Linked DNA regions of Mus musculus: region 1 is linked to region 2. A link is a contact called in public HiChIP or PLAC-seq data. All regions are on one chromosome and are shown on one strand. The core of a region is the stretch at or near the end of the contact, and the rest is flanking DNA. Distances in the headings are between cores, read along the strand shown. Region 1 overlaps Dnah6 (dynein, axonemal, heavy chain 6). Region 2 has its middle 27 kb from the start of Kcmf1.

What was found. HiChIP or PLAC-seq counts read pairs in DNA pulled down with a chosen protein or histone mark.
Region 1: a contact with region 2 is called in a CTCF HiChIP or PLAC-seq map of the NIH/3T3 cell line, with 10 read pairs. The contact joins two enhancer-like sites. A contact is called at or near these places in 1 of 39 promoter capture datasets (neural stem cells), 1 of 15 datasets of contacts at CTCF or cohesin (the NIH/3T3 cell line), 2 of 484 Hi-C or Micro-C datasets (adipose-derived mesenchymal stem cells and embryonic stem cells), 5 of 115 datasets of contacts at active chromatin or transcription factors (CD8 T cells, DN3 thymocytes, bone marrow-derived macrophages and 2 more) and 1 of 9 other capture datasets (adipose tissue).

The regions. Positions count from the first base shown.
Region 1 is chr6:73,209,289-73,211,988 of GRCm38.p6, reverse strand. The region is part of intron 2 of Dnah6 (dynein, axonemal, heavy chain 6); the gene reads left to right. Among named protein-coding and RNA genes, the nearest start is that of Dnah6, 11 kb to the left of the region's middle. Within about 2 kb of position 1,373, at least 106 of the 459 cell types and tissues checked have an H3K27ac peak or open chromatin away from gene starts, as enhancers often do. A contact at or near this core is called in the NIH/3T3 cell line and bone marrow-derived macrophages, where this site is marked.
Region 2 is chr6:72,925,380-72,928,292 of GRCm38.p6, reverse strand. No RefSeq gene overlaps it. Among named protein-coding and RNA genes, the nearest start is that of Kcmf1, 27 kb to the right of the region's middle. Within about 2 kb of position 1,267, at least 175 of the 459 cell types and tissues checked have an H3K27ac peak or open chromatin away from gene starts, as enhancers often do. A contact at or near this core is called in the NIH/3T3 cell line and bone marrow-derived macrophages, where this site is marked.

The sequences.
Region 1 (2,700 bases), core at 124-2,623, 280 kb before region 2:
AGATTTTTCATGTCATATTTCCCATAATTCCCATTTGGCTCTTTTAATTTTTGATTATTTTTTTAGTGCTTAAATAGTTTCTCTATAATAAGGTCCTGTCTTTTTCATGTAAAAATGATTGCTGACTATTTTAATTTGGTTCCTTATTTTGAAAGAAGGCCCTGTCAGGGGTCTGGAGAGCTGACACAGCAGATAAGAGCTTTTGCTGCTCTTCTGAAGTACCTGAGTTCACTTCCTATCACAACCATCTGTAACTACAGCTCTAGGGATACAACACCCATTTCTGGATGCTATGGGTACCCACACACATGTAGTGCACACATACTCAGACACATACACAAGAATGAAATTAAGGAATTCTGTTTATTGTCAATAATATCCTTTTAAATTCTCATATTTAATTTTCAGCTTTTGTTTTCGATATATATACATATATATCACAGATATATATGTAAATAACAGATATAACTAATTCTAATATTCCTGCCTTTATGACTGAACCAATTAATTTATTTAGTTTTCAAACTATGACCCATAGGTCAAATTGAACACTCTAATCTTTTGGATTGATGGCTGCCGCATCCATTTATTTGCATAATGCCCAAGAGTTCTTTTCTGCTTCCATGTCAGAAGTATATGGTTGTAATAGAAACTCTATGGCCCATAATGCTTAAAACATTTATCTGGCCTGTGGTAGAAAGCTTTTTTCTGAATCTTCATTCCATAAGTTTCTGTCACCCTGGCAAAATGCCTGAGGAAATGAACTTAAAGAGAAGAGGTTTACTGAGGCTCACACTTCATAGGCTTCAGTCCCTGGGCAGCCAGCTCTGCTCTGGACCTGCAACAAGGCAGAGTAAAGTGTTGATGGAGCATGTGATGGAGGCGGCTGTGGCATCCAGGAGGCAGAAAGAAAGAAAAGGGAAGGAGCCGAGGACCATACACACCCTTAACATATGTCCCAGACAACCTGCTTCGCTCAACACTCAAGTGGGCCCCAGCTTCTGGTGTCTGCCATTTCTTAGTAGTATCACTGGTTGTGAACCAAGCCTTCAGCACATATGCATTTAAGGAATGTTCCAGATCCAAATTCTAAGGCAGTTGTTCTAGGTGCCCTGACAAAAATGAAGAATTGATACTGTGGTAGTTAGAATGAGAATGGTCCCCATATATATTTGAATGTCTGCTTTCCAGCTTGAGGAACAATTTGAGAGACTTAGAGGCTTCAGAAGTCTCTCTCTCTCTCTCTCTCTCTCTCTCTCTCTCTCTCGCTGTTTCCTGCTCACAAGTCAGATGACAACTCTCAGCTACCTCCCTGGCGCCATGCTTACCCACTTCCTGCCTTACTCACCACCACGATGGTCATGGACTTTCTTTCTGAAACCACAAGCAAACCCCCAACTAAATGCTTTCTTCTCTATGTTGCCTTGATCATGTTCCTCTCTACAGCAACAGAACAGGAACCAAAACAAACACTAAGGTGATAGTGATATTGATGACCTTATTCTTGATTTTAATAACGGCTTCAGGATTTCTGTACTTAGGGTAGTTGTTGTTCACTATCGGTTTTTGTGAACTGGTTTACAATATGTTAAAATTTTTCTGTCTCTATTTTATTATGAGAAGTTGTAGATAAACACCTCAAAGAGAAATATAATAAGCAGCATTAACAGTGTTGAATTTTCCCTAATTTAACAAAAATATTTTTACATAGACTATGTGTGTGCATGCACACACACATGCATAAAACATATTTAGACGCCAGAGAATAACTTATGAAAATAGGTTCTATCCTTCCAACGTATGGGTTCAGAGGTTAAATGCAGGTCTTAAGCCTTGGCTACAAAGACCCTTATCCACTGAGCTCTCTCGCTGGCCCAGAATAAAGTCTGTTTTCAGAAGAATCAATGTTACAGATGTTAGCAGGGTCTTTAGGAGAGGGAGCAGGGACTGGCTGGCTGAAATCCAGGTACAAGCTCCCTCTCCTGGGAACCACAGACTGTCCCAGTGTCCCAGTGTCCCACACCTCACTGCAGTCTCTCTCTCCTTGCATAGAGACTGCAGCATGGTACTCTCCCTTATCCGAAGTTCCAAATATATGGAAATGCCGAAGGAACCGTGCACAAGCTTACACCCCTCCCACCCAGATTCAAGAATTGTTCCATTTACTTTACGCCTGTCCACACACCCATGTGTGCCTGTTGCTTTGTCACTTAAAGTGGGTTGCGGACATCATAACACTTCACTCTCGGATACCTTGGCTCACAATCAAGAACAGTTCCCTGCAAGATGTAAAATGTTCTTAGAATATCTTTAATTACTTACACTTTTAAAATTACATTTTTGGGGGACATGTGCCAAATGGGAGAGGCATATGCAGGTCAGCAGGCATATGGGGTCAGCTCTCTCCAACAGGTAGGCCCCAAGGAGTGAACTCAGGATACCAGGTTTGGAAGCAAGTTCCTCTACTTGCTGAGCCATCTCCAATGCTCCCTGGCTTTTAAAAATTCATGGTATTTTAAATCAACAAGAGGCTGCTTTCTGATATTAAAATTGTCCCATAGCCTTACTTGCTATCACCATTCTTAGAGAATACATGTTCTTCTCTAAGATGTCAGTGTGGGCTCACAGCTCTAAAAAATATTATTTAACAGGTATGAATGCTTTGCTTAAATACATGTCTGTGCACTGTGTGTGTATGTC
Region 2 (2,913 bases), core at 18-2,517:
CAACAGGAAAAATAGACCTTACAGGTTGAGTTCTGTTTGCAATTAAGAATATATTCCTGTTTGTCCTACGTGTGTTTGAGCCATTTGCACCAGATGGACTTGATCCCATGTGGGCAAGAATTACATCAGAATGTACACTTGCCCCTGATGGATAGAAGGTCAATTGTGGGGTTTGCCTTTTTAAGCATCTGAAAACTGTGACTTGGGAGCATTTTCCTTAAAACTCAGGTGTGGGCCTGGCTAGAGTCCAGTAACCTGGCCAGTATTTAATTAAAGATTGTTTCAAATTTGGCTTGAAAGTGTGGTAGTGATCTTATTTTTGACAAATAGGATTATTGCCTGGTCTACAGAACAAGTTCCAGGATAGCCAAGGCTACACAGAAATCCTGTCTCAAAAGCAACAACAGCAAAAAGATGTGCATGTATCTACCGAGGCCAGCGGGGTCATCAGATCCTCCTGGAGCTGGAGTTACAGGCAATAGTAAGAAATCCGACATGGACTCTGAGCATCAAACTCATCCTCTGTAAGAACAGTGTGGGCTCTACTACACCATCTCTCCAGCCAAAGACCAAAGGAGAAGTATTAACAATGAAAACAGGAAGGTTTTCATTCCTAAAGCCTACATTTAAAAAAAAAAAAAATCATTAAGCCAGGATTAGTAGCATACCAGTTCCCAAGAGGCACTGGCAAAAGAGAAGCGAATTCCTGTGAGGCCTAGGTTATCCTGGCCTCCATAGGGAGTTCCCAACCATGTCAGCCTTGGCTACAGAGTGACACTTTAGCTTTAGAAAAGGAAAAAAGAAAACAGAAAAAAAGCCAAAGCTACTATAGCATCATAATGACATACTGCCAGTATACATCCCTAGGGTTTGTTGAGTGTCAGGTTGGGTGTGGGAAGACTTCAAGAGATCGAATGGCCATAGTAGACAGCAAGAGAGGATTACACTAGCATGGGAGGTTCCTTGGGGCCTGGGCCAGTATGGAGCCTGAGGTGTGCCTTGTCTATGCACTGTGGTCAGCACTCAGGCCCTCTCGACTTCTCACCTGGACCCCGGATCATTAGCAGGTGGGGGCAAGCTGCCTTGCCCCCACCTGCTGTCCAGATATGACTTCCTGTTTGGCAAGTTCTGAGGGTTCCTCTCCCTGCTCCTCAAACTCCCCTTTGTTCATAAACTTGGCATTCGACATCCCTAGCCCTTATCCCTCCCTTCAGCCAGCTGGAATTTCCTGTCCCACTGTCCTCCCAGCAGGAGATTCCATTCCCGGCTCTGAGTCACTTTGGGGTGACTCAAGTGTGACTCACTCCACCGAGGTCCCTCCCACTTCAACTTACCTCGGCTGGGTGTGGCTCCTGCCCATTCACTGGCAGGGATCTTCTTTCAGCCACAGCTGATGTGAGACTCCTCCCACATCCCAGGAACCTGGCATGAGAAAGGGACCCTCAACAAAGGAGCAATCTGGCCAGTGCCGAGGCTGCTAGATGACAGAAGCTCAAGCATTCCAAAGCCTGAACAAGAAGTCGCTGAGCTGGTTTCTCTGTCCCCACCCTCCTCAGACCCTGCCTCTAGCTACAATCAAGGCTCATCTGGCTTTTCAGAAACCCACCTTTCTGCCCCAAGGATCACTCCAAATACCCATTTCCAGCTGGGAGCAACTATGGATCACAGACTGAGCTAACAGTAGTTATGATCAGGAAAGTATTCAGTTTTAAGTAGGATACAAACTTATGTACTGAGCAGACAAAAACAAACACACAAAAATCTCACAGGAAATAGGAGATACTTTATTCTGGAGTCAAATCTGAGTGATCATGACCCAGGAACAAAAATTTAAGTCACCACAAATTCCATGTTCCAATGTGGTAACAGTCTGATGAAGTGTCGTTGTTGTAGTTTTGGTTTTCTGAGACAGGGTTTTTCTGTGTAGCCCTGGCTGCCCTGGAATGATGCTTGCTGGTTCATTTGCTGGCTTACTCCTCTCTGTCAAGGCTCTAACTTAACCAGCCTCTTAGACAACCCAGAAACGCCTACTTGGGGAATGGTTCTGCCAACAGTGGGTTGGCCCTCCCACATCCATCATTAATCAAGACAGTTTCCCACAGACATGCCCATAGGCCAATCTGATCTAAGCAACTCACATAAATCGGCTTGTGCACACCTGTAATCACAGCTCTTGGAAAGTAGAGGCAAGAAAATCAGGAGGTCAAGGTTAGCAATGATATCTCAGGGGGCTTAGAGACAGCGTGGAGTACACAAGACCTTGTCTTTAAAAAAAAAAAAAGGATGGGGAAGTGGGGTGGCGAGATGCTCTGTGGTGGTTTGAATGTACTTGACTCAGAGAGTGGCATTCTTAGGAGTTGTGGCCTTGTTGGAGTAGGTGTGGCCTTGTTGAAAGAAGTGTGTCACTATAAGTATGGGCTTTTATGAGACTTTCCTTTGTCAATGCAATTAATCTGATTCCTTAGGAAGACTCTTCAGACAACAAAAAGTAGCCATATTCTTCACCAAAAACAGTCTTAGGCCATATACTAACATTCTTCTCCTCTGAAACTTTTGAAGCAAGACCCCCACAGTTCAAGCCACACTCAGCATCAGTGATGCCATATTCTTACTAGGATGGCCCATTAAACCCCACTTAAAGCATTCCACTGCTTTCCAAATCCAAAGTCCCAAAATCCACATTCTTCCAAACAAAAACACGGCCAGGCCTATCACAGCAATACCCCAGTTCCTGGTACCAACTTCTATCTAGGGTTTCATTGCAATGAAGAGACACTATGGCCAAGGCAACTCTTGTAAAGGACAAACATTTAATGGGGGCTGGCTTACAGGTTCAGAGGTTCAGTCCATTATCATCAAGGCAGGAGCATGGCTGCATCCAGGCAGGCATGGCACGGGAGAAGGAGCTGAAAG